Regions from separate parts of the Mus musculus genome. Here regions 1, 2, 4 and 5 are each linked to region 3. The links are chromatin contacts, called in public capture Hi-C and promoter capture Hi-C maps. All regions are on one chromosome and are shown on one strand. Each heading gives the region's core, a stretch centred on a gene start, on an enhancer-like site or on the middle of the called end of the contact. The rest is flanking DNA. Distances are from core to core; before and after follow the strand shown.

Region 1 (2,700 bases), core at 86-2,585, 1.1 Mb after region 3:
ATGGTAAAAAACTTGAAAAAAAAATGGCTGACAAAAGGTTGTGACGCAGTTCAACCCACAACTCCATCGCTGTGGCAAACAAACCGAAAGTACGAGAAGCAATCGTCTCAGTCCCGAGTCCAACTTAACTGTGCAGGCTAGTCGTTCCGGCAGCTACCCCATGTCTTTAATATTAAGGAAGGCAGTTCGTTGGCGCCAGCACCCCACCTTCTCCCAAACTTCCAGGCTAACCCCCACAAGAGGCTGAGCATAGAAGCCACCTACAAGCCCCGGATGCGTTTCTCCAGGCAGGAAGCTCAAACTTCGGGATGGCGCCCAATCAAACGAAGAACTAGAGTCCTGGGCCGGAGTGAGCCAACCCACAAGCAGGGCGGAACTTTCAAATCACCTTGCAGTCCAATACGAACTAGCGCCGAGGGTTGCTTTCTGCTGCTGACAGCCGTGGGAGGGTGTTCCAGCCCATAGCACTTCCTGAGCAGCCCAGCACAAACAAGTCTAGGTGGGACACGCAACCCCACCCATCCCACCGGGGGAGCGAGTGCTGCCGGGATCGAGTCCCTTGCAACCTTGCTTCATTAATCACACAAATGTCACAGCTCTTAAGTGGGAGTGGTGGCTCTGAAAAGAGCCTTTTGGATTGTTAGGGGAGGCAGCCTACTTTTTCTTGGCTGCAACCTTCTTGGCCTTGGCAACCTTGGGCTTGGCAGCCTTTGGCTTTACGGCTTTAGACGCGCTCTTGACCTTCTTGGGCTTGGTGACCTTCGCCTTCTTTGGGCTCTTGGCCACTTTCTTGGTCACAGCCGCCGCCGCGGGCTTCTTCGCCTTCTTCGGGGTCTTCTTGGCCGCCTTTTTGGGTGTGGCAGCACCAGTCGCCTTCTTAGGCTTCTTGGCTGCTCCCGCGGGCTTCTTCGCCTTGGCCGCGCCTGCCTTCTTAGCCTGGGGTTTGGCCTCGCCAGAAGCCGCCTTCTTGTTGAGTTTGAAGGAGCCGGAGGCACCGGTGCCCTTGGTTTGCACCAGGATGCCCTTGCTCACCAGGCTCTTCAGGCCGAGCTTGATGCGGCTGTTGTTCTTCTCCACATCGTACCCCGCGGCCGCCAGCGCCTTCTTGAGCGCAGCCAGGGACACGCCGCTGCGCTCCTTGGAGGCGGCCACAGCCTTGGTGATGAGCTCGGACACCGGGGGTCCGGACGCCTTACGGCGCACCCCGGCGGGCTTCTTGGCGGCCTTCTTTTTGGCAGGCGCCTTCTCCGCAGGGGGCGCGGCAGCGGGGGCAGCAGGAGCAGCCTCAGACATGATGAGTCTCTGGAAGTCAGGAACTAGTGGCAGTACGCCGATAGAGTAGCGCGGGCCCGGCGCTGTATATATAGAGCGCAGGCGCGCGCTGATTGGTGCTCCAGCGGCCTGCCTGGCAAGCTCTGAGCAGCCGCGCTGCGCCCAACTTGTGTTTGTTACACTTCACAAAAAGGAGAAAATATTAAAATATCTTGCACCAAATCTCTCGAGTTTGGTCGGTAAAGGATCCGAGAAGTCTCAGGCTTCAGGATATATGTTTATTTTTTCCTCATCCCTAAAGACAACGCGCCTAGGAGTCCCTAATTCCCCCAACTCCAAAGGAAGTCCGGGGTAGATAGAGACCACTTTCTGTTTTTCTTCTAAATTACCTGGTCGCTCCTTTGCCCTTGAAAGTTCTTTTTCTCAGGGATTATAGAGCACATCCTTCCCTTAATTTAGGGACAAAAATGAAACGATTTCCGCCTAAATTTTCACAATTATTCTGTTTCTTCGCAAGGGAAGTAACACAAGTCCTTAGTGACTTCTGATTACAGACCCACCACAACTATGGACTAGGACTGGGATTTCCAGTATAAAACACTTGGGGTAAATTGAGAGGGGGTTCATAGGCCTTGGGGGTGTATAATGTGGTGGGGGGGGTTAGGACTTAAATATCTGATTTAAAGACACTGACTTTAAAATGCTTTACATTGGTGGGGGCGGGGCACCCCATTGACTTCTATAAAGGGAGACCTTGGGCTATATTTTTAAAGCTCCTGGTTCCCCTCTGAGTTTTGCAAGGTAGGGGTCTAGCTCTGAAGAATAAAGATAATAAGAAGGGAAAGGAACCCTAAAAGTCTATATGAGCCCTCCTCTCCCCCAAATGCCAAATTAGAGTCTTTGAAAGATCTGTTTTTAAAGTGATGAGGATTTAGTTGCTTATTTGGCAGCAATACAGATATAAGTTTCAGTGCACGGGAATTCTAATCTAGAAAATAGTTTGTCTTAGTACAGGAGGACCTTCTAGACTTGGAGACTATGAGATGCAGATGTCAGTAAACTTACTGGCTTTCCAAAGGTTACCTTTGGCATAGATTTGAACAAGCTAAATATTTGAAATAGAAAATGTAACCAATTTTACCAATAAGATAAGAGACAAGATAAGTACAAATTATCATGTCATCTATAGTGGACAGCTGTATGTCATCTCTTCTCAGTTCCTCGGAATATGGCAATCTGCATTCTAGTCAACTTTGCTTTGTTAGCTTAAGGTTTTCAGCTTCATATTTCAATAACTACAACATGGTTTTGTTGTTAGAGAAAATACAAGATAAACTCTCTGCTAGTATAATTAATACATGGGGCAAAGGAAGTTCCCCTAATTTTATCAGAAATCTCTGTTTAAGTATATGTCTACATAAAAACATG
Region 2 (2,700 bases), core at 16-2,515, 1.2 Mb after region 3:
CTGGATTATCATTGATCTCCTAGTCGTTACCTTGGTTGAACAGCTACATAAATAAAACAACCCATTTAACACCTTCAAGGCATGTCTTTGAATCTGTTTGAATGTCTTCTCAAATATGATTCTAAGATTAAATCTTAACCCCTCATTTACCCTGAGGAGATCCACGAAACATTATTCCCATGTTTCCATAAGGAGTAGCCATATATGGAGAACAGCTGTTCAGTAACGGGGCTAGGATTCTGTAACGAAGGCAGTAGAGATGTTCTGAGCTATATTTCTCATGTGTGTTTCTCTTGATCAATGGCTCAGTTATCTAGTTTTAATATACCACATTACAATTTAGTCCTAAAACATGTCAGAAGAACTATGCAAGACCCAAGAGAAATTCCTCAAAGTAAATCCCACCTTCATTTCCAAAGACGTTGAAAACAGCATTTATATGTTTCTTGGAAATTAGTCATTTTTATGTCTGCACCATAAGTATGTTTTGTACTCTCCCCCGACCCCAGTACTCTGAATTTGAGGTACCTCAACCCAAAGGAGTAGTTTGTCCAGAGAAATAGAAAAGCAACAGCCCCGCCCCCAACCCATGGGAACAGAAAGAAAAGAATTATACTAAGAAATTATTTTAAAACTTAGGAGAAGCGGCAGAAATAAAACCATAGATATATAGACTCATGGCCTATGAGAGAAGAATTTAACTCAAAATGGTAAATAATCTGTTAAGCATTGAACTAAACCAGTTTGATGAACTCAAATGCCCTCTGCTCAATAGGCAGGACTCTCGGAGGAGCCTGTGTTACTTCCTTCACTTAAGTGCAGATTTGTAATAAAAATCATAATGCCAAAGGCAAGGTTTTGGGCTACACAAGAAGCTAACCACTTGGAGAATCGTCTTTGATGGGTCAGAAAACTGTACAGTCCAAGATCAGTTTATAATTTACGAAGAAAATAGAAAGTTTTGTTTCTCTGAGTTGAAATTTGCTGAACACCGCAGGAAATATTGCAAGTTTTTGGCAGAAGGCTTAATGCTTTGCTCACTTTTTGAGATGTGCATGAAGCCCGAGACTTCGGGGAACATTATTTTTTAAAAATCGGGCAATTCGATGTAGGGAATTTTGACATTTTTGGCTTTTTTTGAGGTGTAACAAACACAACTCCGCATCTGAGAGGACACTCCGCGGCTGCCAGCGAGGCGGGCTGGACAGCGCACCAATCACGGCGCAGCTCCGCCCTATATAAACGGGCGGGCGCAGCGCCGCGGCCCGAGTCCTGGCCAGTCCCTCTGCTTCCGGCTCGAGTTCTCTCTCCTCACACGCTTCGCCATGTCCGAGACCGCGCCTGCTGCGCCCGCCGCACCGGCCCCCGCCGAGAAGACACCCGTCAAGAAGAAGGCCCGCAAGGCCGCAGGTGGCGCGAAGCGCAAAACCTCCGGACCCCCGGTGTCCGAACTCATCACCAAGGCTGTGGCCGCCTCCAAGGAGCGCAGCGGCGTGTCCCTGGCTGCGCTCAAGAAGGCGCTGGCGGCCGCGGGGTACGATGTGGAGAAGAACAACAGCCGCATCAAGCTCGGCCTGAAGAGCCTGGTGAGCAAGGGTACCCTGGTGCAGACCAAGGGCACCGGCGCCTCCGGCTCCTTCAAACTCAACAAGAAGGCGGCTTCCGGTGAGGCTAAGCCCAAAGCAAAAAGGGCAGGCGCGGCCAAGGCGAAGAAGCCTGCGGGCGCAGCCAAGAAGCCCAAGAAGGCTGCGGGGACAGCCACCGCCAAGAAGAGCACCAAGAAGACTCCAAAGAAAGCGAAGAAGCCAGCTGCAGCTGCAGGAGCCAAAAAAGCTAAGAGCCCGAAGAAGGCAAAGGCAACTAAGGCTAAGAAGGCGCCCAAGAGCCCTGCCAAGGCGAAAACGGTAAAGCCTAAAGCGGCCAAACCAAAAACCTCCAAGCCTAAGGCAGCTAAGCCAAAGAAAACCGCAGCCAAGAAAAAGTAAATTTTCTTTGGCCAACTGCTTAGAAGCCCAACAACCCAAAGGCTCTTTTCAGAGCCACCCACAACTCTCAGTAAAAGAGCTGTTGCACATTCACAGGGGGTGTGGTTAGGGTGGGAACAAACCTTAGTGGGCTGAGCTTAGCAGAGGAGGCTGGGGATATGTGGGTGTGCGCAATGGTGTTAACTCTAGCTTAGCTATCTGAAGGTCTGTACATAATCTCCTGTATGTGTGGTGGTGGTGGGTAAGTTCATATCCCACAAGTGACCCTTAGAGACCATGGGAATGAAGTAGTTTACTCCCGGCTGCCACGTCGATAACTTTTAAGGGAGATAGCAGAATGATTTAGAGATAGAATCTTAAGCATTGAGCGATTCAGTGCGTAAAGAGCAGGATCGATGTCCTGACAACCCCACCCGCATCTCATCTCAGTTCTGACTGCTGAAATCAAGCATACAAACCCAACTAGAGTACTTTTTTTTCTGTGTTCCCCCATGTTTGATAGCGATCGTGCTTAAATAGGTTAGCTATAGCAGATTTGTGCAGTTTAATTCGTACGTCCCGATTGGTGAAAGCGAAGTGACAAGACAGCCAATGAGACAGTAGACCTTCAAGTGTCGTTTACGTTCCTGTTCGTGACGAAACACTAAAACTAACCCAATCCTGAAAGAAATCTTATTAACCTCATTTGAATACTGCGTAATGTAAATGAATGTGG
Region 3 (2,700 bases), core at 35-2,534:
CAGAAAAGGGATTAAGAAATTGAGAAAAGGGAGGGAAAATTGTGATGTTGCTTCCCAAATACAGGGAAAAAAAAAATACCCCCCCCAAAACAAAAAACCCAAAAACTGAAAACCACCAAAACAGGGTAGGTGAATGAAACTGAAATCCCCAGTTGGATTTTACCCAGCCAGATCCATGGCTGTAGTACCTGATTAATTCTTAGTTATTTCAGATTTCACTACTGCTATGAACTGTCAGTGCTTTGCTATTGATTACACTTGGTGGTGAGCAAAGAGAAAAGTGCAAAATCAGCAGAGAAAGAAGGGGAGAGGTACAGGGTTTCCCTGCAATCAACTACAGTGTATACCGGGGGTGGACAGCTGTTGCCCAAAGGAGTCATGAGAAAAAACAGCGGAGTCATTACCAACTTCCCCATCACCCACGTTTTCACCCTCAGGCGGCTGCGAACGCTGCTGCCAAGGAGAACCATGATGGCAGAGGGAAAGGGGGGTCTATTAAACGGTATTAATAGTTATTCCGGCTCTGTGATTAGCCCTGATTAATGCCCGGGATCCAAGCACCCTTAGCCCTGCGGTGGGTTCTACATTCCCCGGGGAGCCCTCCGTATAAATTTGACCCCGTTCAAGTTCGGGATGGTAGGGAGTTCGATTATCTTCGTGTGAGCATGGCTGAGGCTAAGGTGGCGGGTTCTCCCACGTCCCAGGCCGGGCCCGGGGATCACCTGCCTTCGACCCCCAGGTCCCACCCACAACCCCTGGCCTTCAGCGGCAGCGACTCACTCGCACCACGGGAGACACTGGATCACTCGGGTTCTCACTCATTTCAATGTGGAAACAATTCCCGCCCGGGTAGAGGAGGCGGGAAGAGAGTTAAGTAGGAAGGATCAGTTGGGAGGAGGGGAAAAGAAGAGAATAATCGTGTTAATAATAATTACTTCTTAAAAGGAAGCCCACCCTCCCACCCCAAAAAAAAGCAAGGAATGAAGTTCCCGGGTTCTAGATTCGCTTTTCCCGTTCAACAGCCCATGTTTCCCGAGTGGGGGCGGCTGGGTGGTTTCCCAAGGGGACAGAGAGGCCGGGATCTAGGCGGCAGGGCGGGGTCCCCGCGGAGAGGAGAGCGGGACTCGCAGGCCGACCGTCGGTGGGCCGTCTAGCCGCAGCCTGCGGGCGGAGCGGCGGCTGCGGAGGAGGAGGCGGCGGCGGCGGCGGGGGCGCTGCTCGTGGCGCGGGCGGGAGCCATGTCAAGAGAACACGACGGGCCGACGGAGCCCCTCCATGCCCGCTGCGCTGCGCTCTGTGGCCGGGCCACGCGCGCTGCTGCCGCCACTCAGCCCCCACCTGGGCCCCATAGTCGGGCTCGGCGCCCCGGGCGGCGACGGAGGGAAGGACGCGGCGCGGGGTTGGTAGGGGGAGGGGGGAGACGGCGAGGAAGAGGAAAGCGCGCGGGAGGGAAGAGGGAAGGAGGGGAGCCCTGCGCTACGGCCTGTCCGCGGAGTGAGCCCGGCAAAGTTGTCTCGGTTCGAGCGTCGGCTCCCGAGGCCTGCTTCGCCCAACAGTCCGGTTCAGGAAGATAGTCCAAGAGAGAGCCCCGACGGATGGGGGGAGAGAGCCGCAACGGAGGAGGAGGTCGAGCGTCCGCGGGGCCACAGCCTCGGTTCCCCCACCCCCCGCACCGGAGTGGCTTCAGAAGCAGCGGCTGCCGCTGGAACCTCCCGGGTCCGGGGCTGAGTCGCGTTTGAGGAAAAGAAACAAGAACAAACAACTTAAAATGGCAGCGACGGCTGCTGCGTCACCCGCCCCTCCGCGGCACCGCCCCGAGCGCTCTACGCCTGCGCGCGCCCCGGACGCTACCATCTGTGGCAAAAACTGAAGGGGGAGGCGGGAAAAGAAGCGTGAAGGTTTTCACAGTTATGGAGACAGAAAAACCGAAAAGCTAGTAATGTGTGACATATAAAAGTCGGTATAAATAGTGAGTAGCTTTGAAATTAGGCTTTCAGTAAGATACTTCTTTTCCTAGGGGTGTTTGAGAACACACATTTCCCCTATTTATCAATATGGAAAGTCCTAAGGCGTGGCAAGGGTCTCCCGCCACTCCCTCCGCCCCTCTGTCCCTCCGTCAGGCTGTCCAGGTCTCCCCCGCCCCGTCCTTTTACGTCATAAGAGCACGCCCCCTACGCCCTCCATGACGAAGCGGAGAGAGTAGCTCCACCCTGGGCTATGCTGGGGAGCGGTAGTTGGACTTAGGGGGTGGGGTAGGGTGGGGGTCCTGTTAAAGCAGCGGTTCTCAACCTGTGGGTCGCACCCCATACGGGAGAATCCAATGATCCTTTTATAGAGGTTGCCTAAGACCATCGGAAAACATTAACATTCATAACAGCAGCAACATTACAGTTAAGAAGTAGCAACAGAAATTTACGGTTGGGAGTCAGCACAATATGAGGAACAGTACTGAAGGATCTTAGCAATGGGGAGGTTGAGAATCACTGCTCCAGAGATGCTCAAAAGCCAAAGCCGGGGAAGTGGGCGGAAAAATGGGTGTTGGAAGGGCCAGAGTGAGGAAGAAACCCGGAAGACTGAAGGGTGGTTAGGGTCATTTTATTATTCCCTAGAAGTCGGCCAGTTGGCAACAACGGAGAAATCATTTCGAGTTAGCGGAATGAAGCTTGCTTGCACCCCAACGAGTATAGCCTCAGTCCATGC
Region 4 (2,700 bases), core at 5-2,504, 1.3 Mb after region 3:
CAGGCGCTGGAACGGCAGCTTGCGGATCAGCAGCTCGGTCGACTTCTGGTAGCGCCGGATCTCGCGCAGCGCCACGGTGCCGGGACGGTAGCGGTGAGGTTTCTTCACGCCGCCGGTGGCCGGGGCGCTCTTGCGGGCGGCCTTGGTGGCCAGCTGCTTGCGCGGGGCCTTGCCGCCAGTGGACTTGCGAGCGGTCTGCTTAGTACGAGCCATTTCTACAAAGAAATAGGAAATGCAGAGGTTAGGTTCTGGGTTCCTTTTATAGAAGGAACATGCTCCTGATTGGTTGAAATCTTCAAATGCCTATGATGTATGCGGAAGTACTTGGTAATTGGATAACAGGTCTCAACTTCAAATTTGTGACCAATAGAAATCTGGTTTATTACCTGGCTTACTCCTCTTTGTTAACTATTGCTTCCTCAGCCACATTGTTACCATTAAGTACCGTAATTGTTACATTTTCGTCAAAACATTTTAATAAGAGATACTATGTAGATTTTGGCGATACCACAGCGGCCCCAAGGATTACTTGTTGAACTTGGTTACCCGAACTGAGTTTTTTCTTTTTCCTTACTTTATATTTAAGGAGATGTAAGGGAGCAGTTTACTATCCGGACCAAAATAAAACCGAACAGGCACACCCAACTTTGTACATCTTTTAATGACTTTTACAAATGTCTTAGCATGAGTAACCCTAATTATCTTCAGAAAAACACTAGCATGTTTTCTAGTAACTATGTACAGGATTCATTGAAATTGCACAACTGTTGTAGCGTGGCAGTACCTCTAAGGGTTCTTGGGCCAAATGAAAAGCATGCCTACTTTAGCCGGACTGTACAATAATTATTTCTGGAAGCTCTAGGTGAATAGTATGTGATGTCTCCCATTCTTAATCTTTCTTCATAGACAATTTCAAAACAGGAAACCAACTTTACATGTAGCTAGAATTTATATATGAATTTTGTATCTAGGGAGAGATTTTTATTGATACTACTAACAAAATAACTTTTAAAAGAAAAATGGCTTTGACTTTAGTACAGTATCAAACCAACTTTTTCCTAAAAACTATTTCGTCTAGTTTTCATAGAGTCTATTGGCTAAACTTGGCCAATCAGAAGAAAGAAACGAGTCTTCATTTGAATAGAGCCCTGTAAAGTTCGGTCCGCTTCTCCGTGATACTTACGCAACTAACCACTGAGCGAATATGCTTCCTTTGATTGGACAGTTAGTGCTTGACGTTTGCAGACTCTCTGACAAGGACAGCCACCGCTTTATTTAAAGAGCAGGAAAGGAACGGAACAGTTCAATATCTCTTTTCTTGGCCTACCTTCATTCTCTGTTCACTATGCCTGAGCCCGCCAAGTCCGCTCCTGCCCCGAAGAAGGGCTCCAAGAAGGCCCTGACCAAGGCCCAGAAGAAGGACGGCAAGAAGCGCAAGCGCAGCCGCAAGGAGAGCTACTCGGTGTACGTGTACAAGGTGCTGAAGCAAGTGCACCCCGACACCGGCATCTCCTCCAAAGCCATGGGCATCATGAACTCGTTCGTGAACGACATCTTCGAGCGCATCGCGGGCGAGGCGTCCCGCCTGGCGCATTACAACAAGCGCTCGACCATCACGTCCCGGGAGATCCAGACGGCCGTGCGCCTGCTGCTGCCCGGGGAGCTGGCCAAGCACGCCGTGTCGGAGGGCACCAAGGCTGTCACCAAGTACACCAGCTCCAAGTGAGTGCTCAAGACTCAGCTCTTAACCCAAAGGCTCTTTTCAGAGCCACTCAAGACTTCAAAATTGGAGCTTTAATGCTGACTTAGTGACTACCGGGAAAATAACTGACTTCATCTGCAGGATTGTGTACAAACACTTATGGTTTAGTAAATCAAAAGATAGACATTGCCCATCAGTTCTGTCTGGTCCACTTAAATATGCTTTTTCTTAGAAGTTCTAAGAACCCTGTCATACCTATCTAGGTCCAGTCCTTGAGTTTCAAAAGGCCAAATACCCAAATGTTTCAGTTTTCCAGTTCAGGGAAGTAAATCTGCATGGTTTGCCACTGTACTGGCTAGTTTTGTCTCAACTTGACACAGCTGGAGTTACCACAGAGAAAGGAGCTTCAGTTGAGGAAATGCCTCCATGAGATCCAACTGTAAGGCATTTTCTCAATTAGTAATCAAGGAGGAAAGGCCCCTTGTGGGTGGGACCATCTCTGGGCTGGTAGTCTTAGTTCTATAAGAGAGCAGGCTGAGCAAGCCAGGAGAAGCAAGCCAGTAAGAACATCCCTCCGTGGCCTCTGCATCAGCTCCTGCTTTCTGACCTGCTTGAGTTCCAATCCTGACTTCCTTGGTGATGAACAGCAATGTGGAATTGTAAGCTGGATAAGCGGTTTCCTCCCCAACTTGCTTCTTGGTCATGATGTTTGTGCAGGAATAGAAACCCTGACTAAAACAGCCACTAACCTGTATTTCTGAATATTTTAAGTGGAATGTTTAAAACTGAAACTCCAAATAGCCTGGGTATGATTTTGTTTAGGGATTAGGTGGGTAAAACTCAAAAATAATCAGGAGATCAGGAGTTAAACCATATTTTAGAATCACTTTTTAAAAGCTATGTACGTGTAACTTGGATTCAAATTATTTGTGTGCGTATGTCTATACATATGGATGGAATACTTTAGAAATATATATCAGAAATTATATATATTAGGA
Region 5 (2,700 bases), core at 139-2,638, 1.2 Mb after region 3:
GCAATACAACTTATTCCAGACTTTAGGATATTGTCACAGATCTCATCTAATATGCAATTGCTTGAACATTTAACAGTAGAAGAGGAAACTGGAACACAGGGTAGTGACTAAGCAAAAGATATAACTGCAATCAATTGCCTTGAAACTAAAGGAAGCATCAAGGAGAGAGCAGCTTAGAACATCTGAAAGCAACTTTGGATCCTCACTTGGCTTAGATCAAAGCATAACCTTCATTGAGACTTATTAAAATTTAAAATGCAGTTTTATAATGTATTCTCACAGGTTCAAAATTTACTGATGTTAATACTAGAATTACACTTTTCTTTAGTGTTTTAATGGGAGAGTGATGCTGGCAGTTTAGAATTACACTGGCATCAATGTTAGCCTCTGTTGGTTACCTCATTGGTCATAAAAAAACAATGCCATAAAAACCTATCCTAGCACTCCCTTCGTACAATGTAATCACATCTGAAAGGGAATAGTTGAAATAATGAAGAGAAAACTTGAAAATTTCATTCCACTTCTTATGCACTCTGGAGAAGAAAATCTAAGGACTGAAGCCATCAATCAGCTCTCAAAAGGTAGTTACTGTGTAGTTTACAAATTGATAGTGTATCTGGCAGCGCGTTGGTTACACTGAGGCAAACATATTCTTCACACTAACATACACTTAGCTAATATTGTGTCATTTCCCAGCGTTATAATACAAAAGCCAAGCATTACAAAGCACTTAAAGTGACAGTATGGGTGGCTCTGAAAAGAGCCTTTGGGTTAGGAGTGTGAGTTAAATGAACTCACTTGGAGCTGGTGTACTTAGTGACAGCCTTGGTGCCCTCCGACACGGCGTGCTTGGCCAGCTCCCCGGGCAGCAGCAGGCGCACGGCCGTCTGGATCTCCCGGGACGTGATGGTCGAGCGCTTGTTGTAATGCGCCAGGCGGGACGCCTCGCCCGCGATGCGCTCGAAGATGTCGTTCACGAACGAGTTCATGATGCCCATGGCCTTGGAGGAGATGCCGGTGTCGGGGTGCACTTGCTTCAGCACCTTGTACACGTACACCGAGTAGCTCTCCTTGCGGCTGCGCTTGCGCTTCTTGCCGTCCTTCTTCTGGGCCTTGGTCACGGCCTTCTTGGAGCCCTTCTTCGGGGCAGGAGCGGACTTCGCAGGCTCGGGCATGGTAGAAACAAGCAACAAAGAGAAAGATAAAACAGGAAATGAGATGTGGGAGAAGCTTCGTTCTTGCCATTTTATAGAGGTTCTATGCAAATAAGGGACTCAAAAGTAGTCAACTCTGATTTGAAGGCCAGTTAGTGACACCATTACCCAAATTAGATTGTATTGTACCTCTTTCCTTATTGGCTGCAGAGGAAAGATAGTTTTAACCAATCACACATCAGCTTTTCCACTTCCATGTACGAGTATAAGTAGCTTCTCGTCTGGCCTTTTAGTACCGCTTCGTTGTAATTCTTTGCAATTATAATTTCCTACCTTCTTGCGTCAATGTCTGGACGTGGCAAACAGGGTGGCAAGGCTCGCGCCAAGGCCAAGACCCGCTCCTCCCGGGCCGGCCTGCAGTTTCCCGTGGGCCGCGTGCACCGGCTGCTCCGCAAAGGCAACTACTCGGAGCGCGTGGGCGCCGGCGCCCCGGTGTACCTGGCGGCCGTGCTGGAGTACCTGACGGCCGAGATCCTGGAGCTGGCGGGCAACGCGGCCCGCGACAACAAGAAGACGCGCATCATCCCGCGCCACCTGCAGCTGGCCATCCGCAACGACGAGGAGCTCAACAAGCTGCTGGGCCGCGTGACCATCGCGCAGGGCGGCGTCCTGCCCAACATCCAGGCCGTGCTGCTGCCCAAGAAGACCGAGAGCCACCACAAGGCCAAGGGGAAATAAGATCTTTCTTCTAATCTCGTAAAAAAAACAAAGGCTCTTTTCAGAGCCATTCACTTAATTCAGTAAAGTGCTGAAATACTATAAGCCTTAAGTGGATTTAGGACTAAAATTTCCGATTTGTATTCAATGGCATAAGAAAATTCAACCTGTCAATTGTCCCCCAGCTTCTCCAATAAATGGGTCAATTTTTTTCAGATTCATAAGATTGCCCACTAGGACATGTGTGCATATGAGCAAAATGACCGTGAAGTTACTTTTATGCCAAGAGTATCAATTTCCATGAAACAACAGAATTGTAATTATTTGGCAACATGGTTAAAATGTTCTGCACATGTTACTGTGCACATAACGTTCTGACACAATAGGGTAGGTAAAGCCCTGCTAATGACATGGAGGGTTGCTTTTGATTTTGGGTTTTATTTTCTAGGCAGCGTCTTAACTAGTAGCTCCGGCTGTCTTGGAACTCATTAAGTTGTTCAAACTGGCTTCAATCTCACAGAGATCCTGCCTCTACCTTCCTTTTGGTAGGATTAAAGGCTTGACCACTATGCCCAGCCAATGCAGGCTAAAGGGCTTTTGGCTTCAGAAAAAAAAAAAAAAAAGACTCAAAGCCAGTATTCATTAAAACTAAAGTGAACTTGATTTGTTTTAATTATTCAATCTTGATTAATTCTATTTCATTATTTGTGAAAGTTGAGCAGTTCAAAGACTGGAACTTAAAAAGTAGAAGTACTAAAAAATGAAGTCTGAGATGGCAAAGTACTGTTCAACTACTACTTAATACTCATTGCTTGCATTAATGTGCATA

What was found. Promoter capture Hi-C pulls out the DNA fragments that hold promoters and counts their contacts. Capture Hi-C pulls out chosen DNA fragments and counts their contacts.
Region 1: a contact with region 3 is called in a promoter capture Hi-C map of liver, with 3 times the contacts expected there. The contact joins the promoter of H1f2 here to the promoter of BC005537 in region 3. A contact is called at or near these places in 9 of 39 promoter capture datasets (the HPC-7 cell line, cranial neural crest, embryonic stem cells and 4 more), 1 of 484 Hi-C or Micro-C datasets (muscle stem cells), 3 of 115 datasets of contacts at active chromatin or transcription factors (bone marrow-derived dendritic cells, embryonic stem cells and stem cell-derived neural progenitor cells) and 3 of 9 other capture datasets (adipose tissue, liver and macrophages).
Region 2: a promoter capture Hi-C map of erythroid cells shows a contact between it and region 3, with 7 times the contacts expected there. The contact joins the promoter of H1f4 here to the promoter of BC005537 in region 3. A contact is called at or near these places in 1 of 39 promoter capture datasets (erythroid cells), 1 of 484 Hi-C or Micro-C datasets (B cells) and 1 of 9 other capture datasets (macrophages).
Region 4: a promoter capture Hi-C map of liver shows a contact between it and region 3, with 4 times the contacts expected there. The contact joins the promoter of H2bc9 here to the promoter of BC005537 in region 3. A contact is called at or near these places in 7 of 39 promoter capture datasets (the 3T3-L1 cell line, the HPC-7 cell line, HPC-7-derived erythroid cells and 4 more), 2 of 484 Hi-C or Micro-C datasets (bone marrow-derived macrophages and cerebellum), 2 of 115 datasets of contacts at active chromatin or transcription factors (astrocytes and bone marrow-derived dendritic cells) and 2 of 9 other capture datasets (adipose tissue and macrophages).
Region 5: a contact with region 3 is called in a capture Hi-C map of macrophages, with 5 times the contacts expected there. The contact joins the promoter of H2ac8 here to the promoter of BC005537 in region 3. A contact is called at or near these places in 5 of 39 promoter capture datasets (the HPC-7 cell line, HPC-7-derived erythroid cells, cranial neural crest and 3 more), 1 of 484 Hi-C or Micro-C datasets (cerebellum), 4 of 115 datasets of contacts at active chromatin or transcription factors (astrocytes, bone marrow-derived dendritic cells, bone marrow-derived macrophages and 1 more) and 2 of 9 other capture datasets (adipose tissue and macrophages).

Annotation. Positions count from the first base shown.
Region 1 is chr13:23,737,442-23,740,141 of GRCm38.p6, reverse strand. It overlaps H1f2 (H1.2 linker histone, cluster member), which reads right to left and starts at 1,335. Exons shown (of 1, transcript NM_015786.3): 1 at 611-1,335. The coding sequence starts at 1,293. The coding sequence ends at 655.
Region 2 is chr13:23,621,123-23,623,822 of GRCm38.p6, reverse strand. H1f4 (H1.4 linker histone, cluster member) reads left to right here and starts at 1,265. Exons shown (of 1, transcript NM_015787.4): 1 at 1,265-2,046. The coding sequence starts at 1,326. The coding sequence ends at 1,985. It also overlaps a transcript of H2bc6 not described here.
Region 3 is chr13:24,800,241-24,802,940 of GRCm38.p6, reverse strand. BC005537 (cDNA sequence BC005537) reads right to left here and starts at 1,284. Exons shown (of 5, transcript NM_024473.3): 1 at 1-1,284.
Region 4 is chr13:23,541,998-23,544,697 of GRCm38.p6, reverse strand. H2bc9 (H2B clustered histone 9) reads left to right here and starts at 1,254. Exons shown (of 1, transcript NM_178197.2): 1 at 1,254-1,775. The coding sequence starts at 1,346. The coding sequence ends at 1,726. H3c7 (H3 clustered histone 7) reads right to left here and starts at 646. Exons shown (of 1, transcript NM_013548.4): 1 at 1-646. The coding sequence starts at 213.
Region 5 is chr13:23,569,908-23,572,607 of GRCm38.p6, reverse strand. It overlaps H2ac8 (H2A clustered histone 8), which reads left to right and starts at 1,388. Exons shown (of 1, transcript NM_178187.4): 1 at 1,388-1,945. The coding sequence starts at 1,500. The coding sequence ends at 1,892. It overlaps H2bc8 (H2B clustered histone 8), which reads right to left and starts at 1,208. Exons shown (of 1, transcript NM_178196.4): 1 at 745-1,208. The coding sequence starts at 1,175. The coding sequence ends at 795.